5 separate regions of the Sus scrofa genome follow, and all the other regions are linked to region 5. A link is a contact called in public Hi-C and HiChIP or PLAC-seq data. All regions are on one chromosome and are shown on one strand. The core of a region is the stretch at or near the end of the contact, and the rest is flanking DNA. Distances in the headings are between cores, read along the strand shown.

The links. A called contact is a pair of places that touch in the nucleus more often than the background predicts. HiChIP or PLAC-seq counts read pairs in DNA pulled down with a chosen protein or histone mark.
Region 1: a Hi-C map of embryonic fibroblasts shows a contact between it and region 5, with 4 times the contacts expected there. The contact joins two enhancer-like sites. A contact is called at or near these places in 1 of 47 Hi-C or Micro-C datasets (embryonic fibroblasts) and 1 of 2 datasets of contacts at active chromatin or transcription factors (skeletal muscle).
Region 2: an H3K27ac HiChIP or PLAC-seq map of alveolar macrophages shows a contact between it and region 5. The contact joins two enhancer-like sites. A contact is called at or near these places in 4 of 47 Hi-C or Micro-C datasets (embryonic fibroblasts, retroperitoneal adipose tissue, skeletal muscle and 1 more) and 2 of 2 datasets of contacts at active chromatin or transcription factors (alveolar macrophages and skeletal muscle).
Region 3: a contact with region 5 is called in an H3K27ac HiChIP or PLAC-seq map of skeletal muscle, with 6 times the contacts expected there. The contact joins two enhancer-like sites. A contact is called at or near these places in 2 of 47 Hi-C or Micro-C datasets (heart right ventricle and subcutaneous adipose tissue) and 1 of 2 datasets of contacts at active chromatin or transcription factors (skeletal muscle).
Region 4: a contact with region 5 is called in a Hi-C map of embryonic fibroblasts, with 2.5 times the contacts expected there. The contact joins two enhancer-like sites. A contact is called at or near these places in 2 of 47 Hi-C or Micro-C datasets (embryonic fibroblasts and heart right ventricle) and 2 of 2 datasets of contacts at active chromatin or transcription factors (alveolar macrophages and skeletal muscle).

Annotation. Positions count from the first base shown.
Region 1 is chr15:67,815,069-67,817,768 of Sscrofa11.1, forward strand. No RefSeq gene overlaps it. Among named protein-coding and RNA genes, the nearest start is that of TANK, 150 kb to the right of the region's middle. Within about 2 kb of position 1,418, at least 33 of the 83 cell types and tissues checked have an H3K27ac peak or open chromatin away from gene starts, as enhancers often do. A contact at or near this core is called in embryonic fibroblasts and skeletal muscle, where this site is marked.
Region 2 is chr15:67,246,486-67,249,185 of Sscrofa11.1, forward strand. All of the region lies in intron 2 of RBMS1 (RNA-binding motif, single-stranded-interacting protein 1), which reads right to left. Among named protein-coding and RNA genes, the nearest start is that of ITGB6, 130 kb to the left of the region's middle. Within about 2 kb of position 1,391, at least 15 of the 83 cell types and tissues checked have an H3K27ac peak or open chromatin away from gene starts, as enhancers often do. A contact at or near this core is called in alveolar macrophages, retroperitoneal adipose tissue and subcutaneous adipose tissue, where this site is marked.
Region 3 is chr15:67,189,152-67,191,857 of Sscrofa11.1, forward strand. No RefSeq gene overlaps it. Among named protein-coding and RNA genes, the nearest start is that of ITGB6, 70 kb to the left of the region's middle. Within about 2 kb of position 1,285, at least 40 of the 83 cell types and tissues checked have an H3K27ac peak or open chromatin away from gene starts, as enhancers often do. A contact at or near this core is called in skeletal muscle and subcutaneous adipose tissue, where this site is marked.
Region 4 is chr15:67,212,966-67,215,665 of Sscrofa11.1, forward strand. All of the region lies in intron 6 of RBMS1 (RNA-binding motif, single-stranded-interacting protein 1), which reads right to left. Among named protein-coding and RNA genes, the nearest start is that of ITGB6, 93 kb to the left of the region's middle. Within about 2 kb of position 1,431, at least 7 of the 83 cell types and tissues checked have an H3K27ac peak or open chromatin away from gene starts, as enhancers often do. A contact at or near this core is called in embryonic fibroblasts, where this site is marked.
Region 5 is chr15:67,543,531-67,546,230 of Sscrofa11.1, forward strand. No RefSeq gene overlaps it. Among named protein-coding and RNA genes, the nearest start is that of RBMS1, 140 kb to the left of the region's middle. Within about 2 kb of position 1,366, at least 43 of the 83 cell types and tissues checked have an H3K27ac peak or open chromatin away from gene starts, as enhancers often do. A contact at or near this core is called in alveolar macrophages, embryonic fibroblasts, retroperitoneal adipose tissue and 2 more, where this site is marked.

The DNA.
Region 1 (2,700 bases), core at 168-2,667, 270 kb after region 5:
ATACCTGGCCTTGATCAGTGGCTTAAGGAGCCAGTGTTGCCACAGGCTATGGTATAGGCTGCAGATGCAGCTTGGATCTCACATTATTGCTGTGGCTGTGTCGTAGACCAGCAACTGCAGCTCCGATTCAACCCCTAGCCTGGGAACTTCCATACGCCTCGAGTGTGGCCCTAAAAAGACAAAAAAAAAAAAAAAGAATCATCTCTTCCTGTTATATTCTTCTGTATTTTACAGGAATTCTTAGCTACCTCCCCGTCCCAGATTCATGGATTCCTATGGACTCCCTACAAGACATGCCTAAAAACTTCTGAGTGTGTATGTAAAATGGTGTGCAAGTGTATGCTTTTTCCTAGGGTATGAGTCCATAGCTATCTTCAGATTGCCAAAGATGCTCCCAGATATCAAATAGTTGACCCACTGCTTTATAGGACTGATTATATGTAAATTCTTGCTCCCTGTTGTTGAAATTAGTTTTCCCTCTGATACACATGGATACTAAGTGACCCAAGCAACAGGATTATCAAGTTAAGAAATAAAATGAACAGACATTTATTGAGCATCCTGGGTGATGACAATACAGTGAACACATATGCATTCCTCACACAACTCTTTAGAAAGTAGCGTTGTCTCTATCTAGGTTTCTAATAGCAGTACTAATTATTGAGCACTTACTATTTGATAAGTACTCTTCTAAGCACTTCACATATGGTAGCTTATTTAAATCTTACAACACCTCTATAAAGTGGATTCTGCTATTACCCCCATTTTTCAGTGGAGGAAACTGACTTTTTATGAAGTCCTCTTCCCTCATTTCTGCATCCTAATAACAGTAACAACAACAACAACAATAATAATAATAGTTTGCTTTCATTGAACTCATGTGCCAGGCACTATTCTAAGCACTCCTTTTCCAGACAAAGAACCTGAGGCACAAAAAAGTGACCTTCCCAAAGACAGCCAGCCAGCAATAGACAGAGCTAGCATTCAAACTCTAGTCTGGCTAGAGAGCCCATACCCAGCCATGCTTTCTAACTGCCACAAGTTCTAGCCTCCAGCTTAGGGAATAATTATTGATTCTGTGGGCCCTAGTTTCTGTGGATGCCCACCTCTAGTCTAACGGATTCCTTTTCTTTCCTCTTCTCAAGCTCCATTTCCATACCAGGCTGCAGGGGTGGCCCCCACGTTTCCACAAGCATCTGTATGCTCAGCTTATGCTGCATGTGGGTCCTGGGTTACAATGTGCCTGGCCACCCTTGCTCTGTCCCAGTTCCCAGCTTCCCGGACCACACAAGGTCACACCAGTTGCTCAGGGGCTCTCAGATGCATTTACAATCATAGACACAATAGGCCTGGCAGCCCTGCTGGCTTGCAGAGGAACTGGGCAGTATCACATTTCAAATATTGCCTCTGAGTAATGCTGAGACCATTCAGAGCCCGGTTAAAAAAACACAGTCACGACTCTCCTCGGGACACGGGCTGTTGATTTTGTTAGGTGAGATCACTTGAGGAATATAAAACGCAAGAGAAAGAGTGGCAAAAAGGAAAAACAATAGGTTGGTAGAAAGGGTCATACAAAAGTCAGGAAGCGGTGAAGGAACAGCCTGGCCACAGCGTTCCATTCAGTTTAAACCTAGGGTTTAAGCGGTTAAGGAAAAATCAATCCGTACTTGTTTCAATTCCTTCCCAACTATAAAACGTTTACTTGCATGGTGGCTTTGTGTGTGTGTGTGTGTGTGTGTGTGTGTGTGTGTATCAACTATGACTTAAAAAACCTGACAGTAGCCAAACGCTCAGCACACACACAGCAAAGGTTTTGTGTTCAAAGCACACACCGTCCATACAGCTAAGCATCTATTGATGCTGGGCTTTTAATGTTATGCAAGACTTTTTCCTTCCTTTACTGGCCACTGAGTGACTGTGCTGATTCAACATTTTATAGATGCATAAATTTCCCTTTAGAGGCTGTGCCGAGAATGTGTGCCTCCCTGGGCCAGTTTCTTATTGAAATCAGATGATGCAGGCAGTCTCTCTTGCATTTCAGTGAGAGGCTGCCCCCTAGTGAATATTTTCAGCTATACACTAAACCGACAAATTTATTGTTGCAAACACTGCAGAGGTTTCTCCACACAAACGAGAAACGTCCTTCAGTTGTCAAGGAAGTGACAGTGTTGTGTAATTTAACCATCAATCAGATGTTGCTTTCCTTTCAACTTCCCCCAGCCTATTTTTGGTAGGTTTCAGTGTTCTGTAAAGTTTTCTTTGATAATTCAAGATGTCTCTGATTTTTAAAAATACACACAATGATATATTCTTTTTTAAGCCAATAAAAATATTTTCATGGAACTAAGGGTAAGGGGTTGATGATCAGCATCCTTTCCTGTTCTGACAGTGAGTTGTACATGTATTTCATTTCATTTCCACTTATTTTATTTGACTATTTGGCGATAGTTTTCCTAGCTGGGATAATTACATAGAGCAAAAAAATTTGCTTTTGGAAGGTAACTATAGGAGTTCCCGTCATGGTGCAGTGGTTAACGAATCCGACTAGGAACCATGAGGTTGCAGGTTCGATCCCTGGCCTTGCTCAGTAGGTTAAGGATCCGGCATTGCCGTGAGCTGTGGTGTAGGTCGCAGACGCAGCTCGGATCCCGCATTGCTCTGGCTCTTTCGTAGGCCGGTGGCTAAGGCTCCAATTCGACC
Region 2 (2,700 bases), core at 141-2,640, 300 kb before region 5:
TACACACACACACACACACACACACACACCCAGTAACAGAGAACTGTGTCAGAGTCTGTAGAAACTGAATGTATTAAACTCCAACACCGAAAATCATCAAGGCCTGCTTCATTCAAAACAAGAACAACGTGACAGAGAGTAAAAGTAAACGTACTCTCTGAAGCAAAGAGGGTTATCTGAAACTATTAAAACGGAGTGTGCAAACTACCTAGAAATTTCTCCTGATTCTGACATGAGCTGAAAACGGCAGGAGTCAAATTGGACATTTCCTAGACTGAACACGAATGTTGGCTTTGATCCAGAACATGGCACCAGCATATTGATTTCCAAATGCTGTCAGGCCATCCTTTTCTAAAGTAATAAATCCTGACTGCCCCACGACCTTGAAAAGCCGGTGTGAAGAACAGACAGAAAAGGAAAATGATATCTATTTTACTCACTTCAGTTCTAAGAAATCTGGGGATGTGATACAAATGTATCATTAGTAAAAAATACACTTGGGCTGGATAGGCAAGGGAATGCTAATGTAGCCTGCCAGCACAGTTGATGTTTCTAAACTTAGATGTTTCATTCAAGGGTCACTCGTGACAATGGTCACGTCTCTTCAGGGCGGATCTAATGGAAAAGGATAAATAGGGCTCCAATGCTGGTTTCCTACTGATCTGCTCCAAATAAGACTATCCTTAGACACTGCAGATAAAGATAAGCAATCATTCCAAAGACAGAGCAATACCGCTCTAAAAATTTCTAATCTTAAAGCTTAAGAAAATCAGAGAAGAATTATCTTTATGTGGGAAAAAAAAAAAAAATGGAGCCAAAGTGAGCCAAAAGCTGTTAAATTACTTTAGTATCAGTTTCACAAAATTTCCATATTTCAATGAAGGTAATAAGACTCTCTCTCTCATGATAGCTTAAATTTGCTGCATCTTCCAGAATGTACAAGTATGAGTGCTGTGAATAAAGACTGGGGCTAAAAGTACTTCTTATTTACATGACATAATCAGGATTTCCCAATCTTGTTGTTTTGAGAAATCTTGCATCATAGGAGAGGCGCTAATGGAAAGGGGACATATCATTCCCATTCTTTAAAAGAACAAAAAAAACCTAGATTCTAGAAAGGCAGGTAAGGCTTATGGAGCTAAAGCAAAATTCCAGAATGGACTGGATAGAGAGACTGGTGAAAAGAACAGGCACCAGAGAAGTCCTTCCCAGGAAGACACCCATGGTGAAACTTTTGCTCTTTCTACCCTGGGGAGTAGTGAGGAAGTCAAGGTTGCTCAGAAATGCTACAAAGTATATTTTGCTTTGAGCTAAATAAAAATCATTATTTGCTGGTGGATTAGACAAGGACATCTGGGAAGAGGAAATGTGGTTTGGATGAGTGGGTAACTAGCTAAACAAGTGACTGAGCTAGTCTGATGGTCAAGGCCGACGCATGTAGGGATGTGTCACAAGGCTCTGTTCTTGGCCAGAACTTTTTCAACATCTAAAAATTGGCACAAATCGGGTCACTGACTGCACTCTTATTAAATATATGAATGTTCCAAAGCTAGTGGGGAATGGTGAATGTAAGGTGGTAGAAATAGTGCTTGGAAATTATTTCAATAGGCTAGAATGAATTCTTGGCCAAAGCCAACACTATAATATTTAATAGGGAAAAATAAGCCTTACGTATAAGTTCCAAAGGGAGGGATAATCAACTGTATAACTTTAGGGAAAGCCTTGGTTTCTCACATGAAAATACCTGGCTTTTCTGGCAAGGAACAAATTCAAGTTCTCTAGATGAAACAGATATAGGTTGCACTGAGAAAAATATACGATCCTGATCTTAGAAAGAAATTATGCTTTGGGGGCTCTTTGCTCACCATCTTCTGACCCCCATAGTGATGGGCTGAACTGGGTACCCCCAAAAGATATGTCCAAGTCCTAAGCTCCAGTGACTGTGAATGTGGTCTGATTTGGACATAGGGTCTTTGCAGATATAACTGAATTAAGATAAGGCCATTAGGGTAGGCCCACATCCAATGTTACAGGTGTCCTTCTAAGAGGGAATCTGGACCCAGACAGAATCACAGGGAGAAGGTATGTGTTGACTGAGATGAGCCCGGGGATGCAGCTGTGAACCAGAGCACTAAGAACTGCAGGCAAAGCACCACCAGCTGTACGGGGAAGGATTCTCCCTTAAGCTTTCAGAGGGAACATGGTTCTACTGACACCTTAATTTTGGACTTCTAGCCTCTAAAACTGTGGGATAATAACACATTATTTTAAGTCATCAAGTTTGTGGTACTCTGCAACAGCAACCCTGGGAATTCACACAGCTCCAGCTGCCTTTTGATCCTGTATAAGGCCCTGCGCTTGTCCTGCTCCATCTTCATCTTCTGCCCTTCAAGAAGTTACTTCACTGGGGAAATTCAGTCTCATTCTGCAAGGCTCAGTTTCATGGTTCTCTCCAGTAGCAGCAAGCCTTCTCTGACCTTCCCTGACCAAGCTAAGCGCTGCCTCTGCACTGGCCCGAGGCAGTGGGTCCTCAGTGTTCTTGGTGCAGCCCTCGGCCCGCTGCTACACCAACCCCATGTCTGCATCCGCATCACATCAGTCTGTGTTCCCTCAGACTGCTTTCCTCTTAGCATCTCAGGCCCTGGCATAGTGCCTGGCAAAAAATAATCAGTCAAAATTTAGGAGGAAGGAACGGAGGAA
Region 3 (2,706 bases), core at 35-2,534, 350 kb before region 5:
AACTAAGGCTGATAGTTAGAAATTACAAAATTTTGGAGTTCCCGTCGTGGCTCAGTGGTTAATGAATCTGACTAGGAACCATGGGGTTGTGTGTTTGATCCCTGGCCTTGCTCAGTGGGTTAGGGATCCAGAGTTGCTGTGAGCTGTGGTGTAGGTCACAGACGCAGCTCGGATCTGGCATTGCTGTGGCTCTGGTGTAGGCCGGCGGCTACATTTCCGATTGGACCCCTAGCCTGGCAACCTCCATACGCCATGGGTGCGGCCCTAGAAAAGGCAAAAAGACAAAAAAAAAAAAAAAAAAAAAAAAAAAAGAAATTACAAAATTGCAAATTTGACTCCTTAAACAAGTTTGAGAGCTGCTCTCCAAAGATACAGGTTGTCGAGAGAGGTGGGAAGTGCCCCATCACTGGAAGTATTCAAGCAGAGGAAGTGGCTTCAGGGATATTAGAGGGTAGGAATTACCCACAGTCTTGTTGATAATCCGTATCTTGTGTAAATGAGCAGTGGAATAACCTAGATCGAATCTCGGTCACATTAAAAAAAATAATAGCATTAAAGTTGGTATTTAATCCAAAGCCACCTGTTTTCAATTCTGAGCAGCCCAGAGACCTGCCAGCACGTTTTTGCAGCCTCAAGTCACAAGACTTCCTCCCCTGCCCCCTCCTTCCTTGAGCCTTAAAGGTCACATGTAGGAGTCCCCTGGTGACCAACTGGGTTAAGTATCCGACGTTGTCACTGCTGAAGTTCGGGTCCCTGCTGCAGCATGGGTTCGATGCCCGGCCCAGGAACTTCCACAGGCAGCATTTGCGGCCAAGAAAAAAAAAAAAAAGGTCATTTAAGTTACACTCCAATATGAGCAACAATGCTTTCATGAGGGAGCTGCCAGCATCGGGCAACGTGATTTTCTCTTTGTTAGTTCTTTCAATTAACCCCCAATTCAAGAACCCTGTAATCCCCGACGATGTGTGTCCTGTGTCCGGGGATCCTCAGTTTACATCAGCAGCGCCCCCTCCCAGGCCATCTCTGGTCTGGCGCTCGCAGCTGCAGGTGAAGAGCGACAAAATCTCCCTCTAGTGGCTCAAGTGAGAACACTCCCGAGCCCTGCAAAGACCCAAAGCGTTAGAAGCCAGGACGGACAAAGACTGAGCCACTCCGGGGCACTTCCACCGCGTTGAAATCCCATCGACTGGCCGAGTTCATCCACACGAAGGATGGGCGCAGGGCGTAGCCTCCCAGTCCCGTGGGCATCGCCGCGCCTACCAACGGCCACCTAGCTGGTGGCCCGGGTTGCCCGCGTTCTCAGCCGCCACGAGAGGTGCTGAGCTCATCTCATTGTTATTTGAGGGGAAGAACCTGCTGGGCTTTTCTTTAATCCTGAGGTCCGAGTTCTCTTCACTCCTCACCCACTTGCTATCTTCTGAAGCTTTTTGTGCATGGGGGGATGGGGGTGATGACGACAGGTCTGTGACTTTTACCCCAAGGCAGCTGGATATTTTCCCTTTTGGTTACTCTTGTGGAATGAGGATATCCACGTCAGATCTGAACATTTTTGAGCCCTCCCTCAGGCTGGGAGGTACTGCCTTTCTCCCAGTGAATTTTTAATCAGCTTTTATGGAATTTGAGAGAAGGTGGAATTCAGGTTCGTGGATTTACCCTATGCTACTGCCTGTGAAGGGTGAGAACCCTGGGCTCCCTGTCCACCCCTGCTATTCCTCATCCCTGCCTGTTCAGAGGAGAGGGAGCCTGCTTTCCTGCGAGCTGCTGCCAGCTTTCTCCCTCCCTTCCCAGGAAAGAATTCCTCCCAGATGCTCGGACCCAGGCCACCTCCGACCAAGAGGGAGTCCTGGCTCCTAACCACTGGAGGAGCCACAGCTTTTCAGTAAGGTGGCGTCAATCCCCAAATGCCCCACAGATCCTCTGTGAGGGACAGCTCTGTTTTAGCCATCAGCACTTGGTTGGCTCAGTCCTGCTGCAGATAGAAAAGGTGCTCTGAAAAAATGGTATCAGTTTGTGTAAAGACTGCCACTGGATGTCCCAGGACTCCAATGACATAAAACATCTTAAAATATGAGAACAAAAATAATGTTAACAAAACTTAAGGTGCCCAACGTATTTCTTTCCTGCCTCTTGGTTGGTGGTCATGGGCGAAAGAGCCTGGGAACAAGTGAGGCAGGGGCAGATCATGAGGCCACAAAGCTTACATTCTTAGCGGCCTGCGTGGATCTCAATGAGGCCATGCTTTGCTCCGGCCCCAACTCCTTTCTCTCTGAAGCTCTGGTTATCATCAGAGGACCCCGTTTCTTTTCTCAAAGAGCCAGTGGGCAGCAGGGCTCTCCCGGCTCTGGCAAGTCATGTACTCTAAACCCCAGGTATCTAATTCACATCGCCCATCGAGAGCCCTGGCAAGTCATGTACTCTAAACCCCAGGTATCTAATTCACATCGCCCATCGTCCACACTGTAGGGCAGGCATTGTAGAAATGGAGGCTATGAGTATTTTTCTTGCCCACTCCTTTCACCAGGAAAGAATCACTGGGCAGCAGAAACAGAATCTTGTAAGACGCTAAAACATTTCATTCACTTTGGGTAAAAGGAGTTAATCTCTTGTACTAAGAGCCTTCGCTAAAGCATGTCAGTGTGGAAGAGAGCTGCTGTTCCTCCCCATGAGTGTGGCGCTGGAGCCTCCTACTGGGGATGGCCAAATGAA
Region 4 (2,700 bases), core at 181-2,680, 330 kb before region 5:
CATAGTAACACCTACATCTTCCACCCAAGATCTTTATGCTTTAATAAAATCTTACTCCATGATTTATTGTTCGTCTCTGGCAGAACCTGAGTAGAAAGGTGTAGAAAGGTGACTGGAGGGGGACTGCTGGGGGGTGTGTGTGTCACCATCCAGGGTGGTAACAGCTGCCTGACGCAGTCTCATCGTAAGCCTGACGTGGCATTCAAAGCACTCGGGAGTTAAAACACTGGCACACTTCTAGGTGTGGTCCCTTGTAAAAGCCAGACTTCCTTCCTTGGTAGAGAATGTATGGGGGTTTTGGTTCTGCAAGACAGCCCTCACCCCCCTGGCCTCCCAGGATGGTTCCAGCGCTTTTGCTTTCATGGCAATGATTTACTCATAAGCTTCCAGCCTGTGGAGGGAACAGCTCAACAATATGCACATTTAGACCCTGCTCTACTGTACACACTGGGTGAGGGAGACGTGAACACGTCACAGTCCCAAAGGTATGATCACACTGTCTTAGAGGTACCAGGAGCATCGCACGTGTCTTTAAGTATTTCTCTTGTCCTAGAGGTGCCAAAATTTTCTGTTTTTAGTACAGTAACAGGGCTTAAGACAAACATTCAGGAAACGAAACGGGCAATAAAAACCCGTGAAAGATTTCCAGCCTTTTTACTAGATTTGTAATTTTTCCTCTAAACATTACCTTTTCTGTCTCCTCGCAGAGGATAAGGCCCTAGTAACTTTCCCTATGTAAAGAACATTCCAGAATGTGGGTAAGAGCAGTTTTCAAGCCCTCCTGGGCATGTACCCAATCTGAAAAGTCAAAGTAACACAGAAAGCAGATGTAAAACAAGCTTAGGTCTTTGGATGGAGTTGGCCAGCAGTCATGTACGCACTTCACTGGAGCTCTTCCATGACCCAGGCAAAGCTCTGGACAATGTGGCCGAATGATGCCATTGCAACAATGGGAATGTGCATGAACATGGTGGTGACCAGACACTTTTTTTTTTTTTTGTCTATTTAGGGCCGCAGCTGTAGCATATGGAAGTTCCCAGGCTAGGGGTCAAATCAGAGTCACAGCTGCTAGCCTACACCACAACCACAGCAACACCAGATCTGAGCCACGTCTGCAACCCACACCACAGCTCATGGCAATACTGCTCCTTAACCCACTGAGTGAGGCCAGGGATCAAACCTGCATCCTCATGGATACTAGTCAGATTCGTTTCTGCTGAGCCACGATGGGAACGCCGACACTTTTTTCTTTTAAAAAACTCTCTGCCCTTAGCACACAAGGACTTATTCAGACTCCATTAATATCAAGAAGAGGTCCAGAAAGAGTGATGTGATCACACTGCCTCCTGCAGTATTGAATATATGCATGGCCTTGGTCCAGGGGTAACCTTGTGTGCGCTTCCCACAGAATCAAAAACAGAGCGCAGCAGGGCAAGCAGCCTGTGGAGAACTGCAGCTAACATGCCATGTGCATTAGTCTTCTTGGAGGCTGTACTCTCTTCCAGGAAGGTACTGGAAGAACATTTTTTTAGACAAATCCTTGAATCGTGACCATGAGCGACAGTGTTTTTGCCTTGGGCACATCTCCTAATTTGGACATCAGTTCTCACTAGGACTTCTCATCACTTGTTTCTAACATCCACTGGGTGGGAAACCACCACTGCATGATTTCTCCAGAATGGAATTTTTATCAAGCAAATAGGACGTACTTATTTTTGAGTTCTATGGAATTCACCTAGATTGTCCCACAGAAGTTTTCAGTTTTTTGACCCTTCTTGGGGTCCTTCCAAGCAAAACTGACTTACTGCAAAACAGCCAGTGCTCAAAGTCAAGGTAAATCCAAAGGACAAGGCTTCAACATTTTCAGGGAAAAATGAGACTGGGTAGGGATGGATAGAAGGAAAGGCCTCATGAGCAATTTTTTTTAACACCAACTATAAAGTAATGCTTGAAGAATTTACCATAAGATAATGAAAATACGGTAACATCAGACACAAAAGCACCAGATTTTTTAAAAGTAAAATCAGAAAGCGGATTGCAGAAAACATGGTGCTGCAGTATACCGGATTCTTTTGGAACTCTAGATATCTACCACATTACGTTCCATGTCCCAGGTCAGTGTGGGGTATGCCTGGCCTGGGGAACCCAGCCACACCACCCTGATATGAAAAGTGTGTTGGCAGAGGGATGATGGGTGGCATATCAGAAGTGACAACTCATGGAGTTCCCGTCGTGGTGCAGTGGTTAACGAATCCGACTAGGAACCATGAGGTTGCGGGTTCGATCCCTGCCCTTGCTCAGTGGGTTAACGATCCGGCGTTGCCGTGCTGTGGTGTAGGTTGCAGACTCGGCTCGGATCCCGCGTTGCTGTGGCTCTGGCGTAGGTCGGTGGCTACAGCTCCAATTCAACCCCTAGCCTGGGAACCTCCATATGCCACGGGAGTGGCCCAAGAAATAGCAACAATAACAACAACAACAACAACAAAAAAAAGACAAGACAAAAGACAAAAGACAAAAAAAAAAAAAAGAAGTGACAACTCATGTGTGTAGTTGACCTCCTTCTGCTCTACCATCTAGAAACCTCCTTAAGAGTGTCACACTGTTCAGCTTGTCAATGTGCAGAAAGTGTCTTTTGGGGACTGTGTCTAATACAGGTTTCTCTTCTCCTTGGCTAATGTCACGGGCAAATCACCAGTCGTG
Region 5 (2,700 bases), core at 116-2,615:
GTGGATGGGATTCTAGGGTTGAGAGGGAAGAGGCTCCAATGCGTCAGAGATGAGGTACTGGCTCCTTGCTTTAAAAGGTGCAGGGAGAGGGGAGTTCCTGTTGTGGTGCAATGGAGACGAATCTGACTAGTATCCACGAGGATGCGGGTTCGATCCCTGGTCTTGAATCAAACCGAATCTTCGTGGATACTAGTCGGATCCCTGGACTCACTCAGTGGGTAGGCGATCCGGCGTTGCCCTGAGCTGTGGTGTAGGTTGCAGACATGGCTCCAATCCAGCATTGCTGTGACTGTGGTGTAGGCTGGTGGCTACAGTTTGACCCCTAACCTGGGAAATTTCATATGGTGGGTGCGGCCCTAAAAAGACAAAAAAAGAAAAAAGCCAGAATACTACCAAACGGCCATACATTTTGGGAACCCGAAGAGGCACTGCACGAGTCCTAAAAGCGAGTAGTAGATGTTTAATATATGCAGTTGTGGTAATAGAAAGTTTGAATGGACATTGACATTTTTATCAGCACATACATTTAAAAAGAAAGCCAGTCTTCCAATACAAGGAAAGAGTAATGTGTTCCTTGGCACTCTAGAATGGAGGGCCCAATCTAGAGCCCCACAGGTCAAATCTGGCTCTCACATATTGTGTTTGCTGACATTTGTTTGCTAGATTATTACGTTCCTCTGCCTCCTTGTTACCCAGAGCCACCCTGAGCCATGCAGATATTTGCATCTGTAACTCCTGCTCTAATACTTTCTAACGCTAAACCATCCCAAAGAAAGAAAAACATTAAAATAAATACTTAAATAATTCAAAACGAACACATCCTGACTTTGAATATTCTCTCTCTCTCTCTCTCTCTCTGTGTGTGTGTGTGTGTATATATATATATAAGCAAATTGGATTCAGTTATGTTTTCTTTCTAGCTGTTGTATTCTTTTGAACTATCTCAATGCGCTGAGCCGGCCCTGGCCCCACCCTCAGGTCTCCCTCCCTCTCTCTCTTGCTCAGAACCTTTAAGGCTTGAGTGTTCTCACCCTTGCCTTTGCTAGGAGCTCCTGGTTGCTTGAGTGTTCCTTTTATCCCGTTCCGTTTAATTACCATGCAAACCCTCTGTTGAGCTTTTAATTAACAAGTTATCTTCATCTGAAGACTGGAAACCCTGGGCTCTTTCAGCATACATTAGACAGCTAAAATATGAAATTAAAGAAAACAGAGTTTTAGCCAACAGAAACAAGTGACTCATTTCCTTGTGAAAACACACCAGGTTTATGTTACTCTGGCAACGATATTCCAGAACAGCGTCCCTCCCCTCCCCTCTTAGAGCTTGTATGTGTTCCTGTTACAGTCTGTGTTCTGTGGTGACCTAATAGGGAACCAAGTCACTCATTGATTCATGAGAAAAGAACACTGCGCTTTCATGCCTATGGCTCAACCTACGTCCTTTTGACCGAAGGAAGGAAGAAGAGTTTACTTTGTACAAAAGCGAGGAGCTGTGAGAAGAGACAAAAAACTCTGGACCGAGTGCTGTTCTAGGGTCGAAGTGTAGTCCTGCTGTGACTTTCAAAACACCATGACTGGTTCCAGTATGTTAGAATTCTAAGTGCCTGTTTTTCTAACGGCATCTGATTAAATCATAGTGGGCAGCAGCCTGTGTGTGTGCGCCGCACGGGGAAATGAAGATTTAGAGGCTCTTGCGCAAAGACCCCAGATGTTTCTTGGGACGCGCATCATGGGCGGGAATTTCATGGTGCTTAGGGCCAAAATTTCAATCCAGATCAGGGAGGCCTGCCAAGGCAGAAATGCGTAAAACAAAACCAGTTGCACTGATCGTCTTTTCTTCTAGGTTTTAAGCTCCAGGAGGTACTCAGAAAGTAGTGGAGAGGATCTTCAGTATATTAGGTTTTACTCCAGATGTTATTTAAAAATTGGAGTCTGGATGAAGGGAGGGCTGCAGGGATTTTAAGTTTAGAGACATCTTGAGCAGCTTTATATTTTTATTAAAAGTGCAGTGAATTGTGTAGCTATTAGAATGTAACAGACTAAAAATTACTGGTGTTTGAAGATTTTTAGTTTCTCTCTTGTACTAACAACCTGTCTGCAAAAGAGTTTTTTCAGCTTTGCTCAGTCATTTTTTTCCCCCTCAAAAGTGTCTTACCAGTTCTCTTGGCTTTGGAGAGAGACTAGGAGAACAAGCAGAGAGAGAGAGAGAGGTGGGAACAGTGGGAAGATGTGGGACAATTTAGTGTCAGTTTTATGCATAATGTCAATTTATATAATGAAGGACTAGCAGAGGGAAGATAAATCAAAAATAGCTTTTAAACAAGTCATATAGGCTGGAGGTAGAGAAGGAATTATTTTTTTCAGAGGATTTGAGGGGAAGGATCTAGGGATAATAGGTCATCTATGTGATGGTAACAGATAGGAAGGGAGAAAAAAAAGAAAGTTTTAAGAATTGCTGGGACTGTAGTATCCTCATCAAAGTTCAGGATATATAAGAAAAGAACTTGATTTATTTTAAAATTGAAACTAAATTGAATTGCAAGGATTGTGTATTTTTAGCCACAACACTGCTCTGGGACGTGAACCATGTGGGTCATGGTATTATAAATAATAAAAAGTATTATAATTTAAAACATTGCTTGACAAAATTTGAAATAATTCCCACTGGAAAGATAGCCTTGACTTGGGAGAATGTTGAGTAGA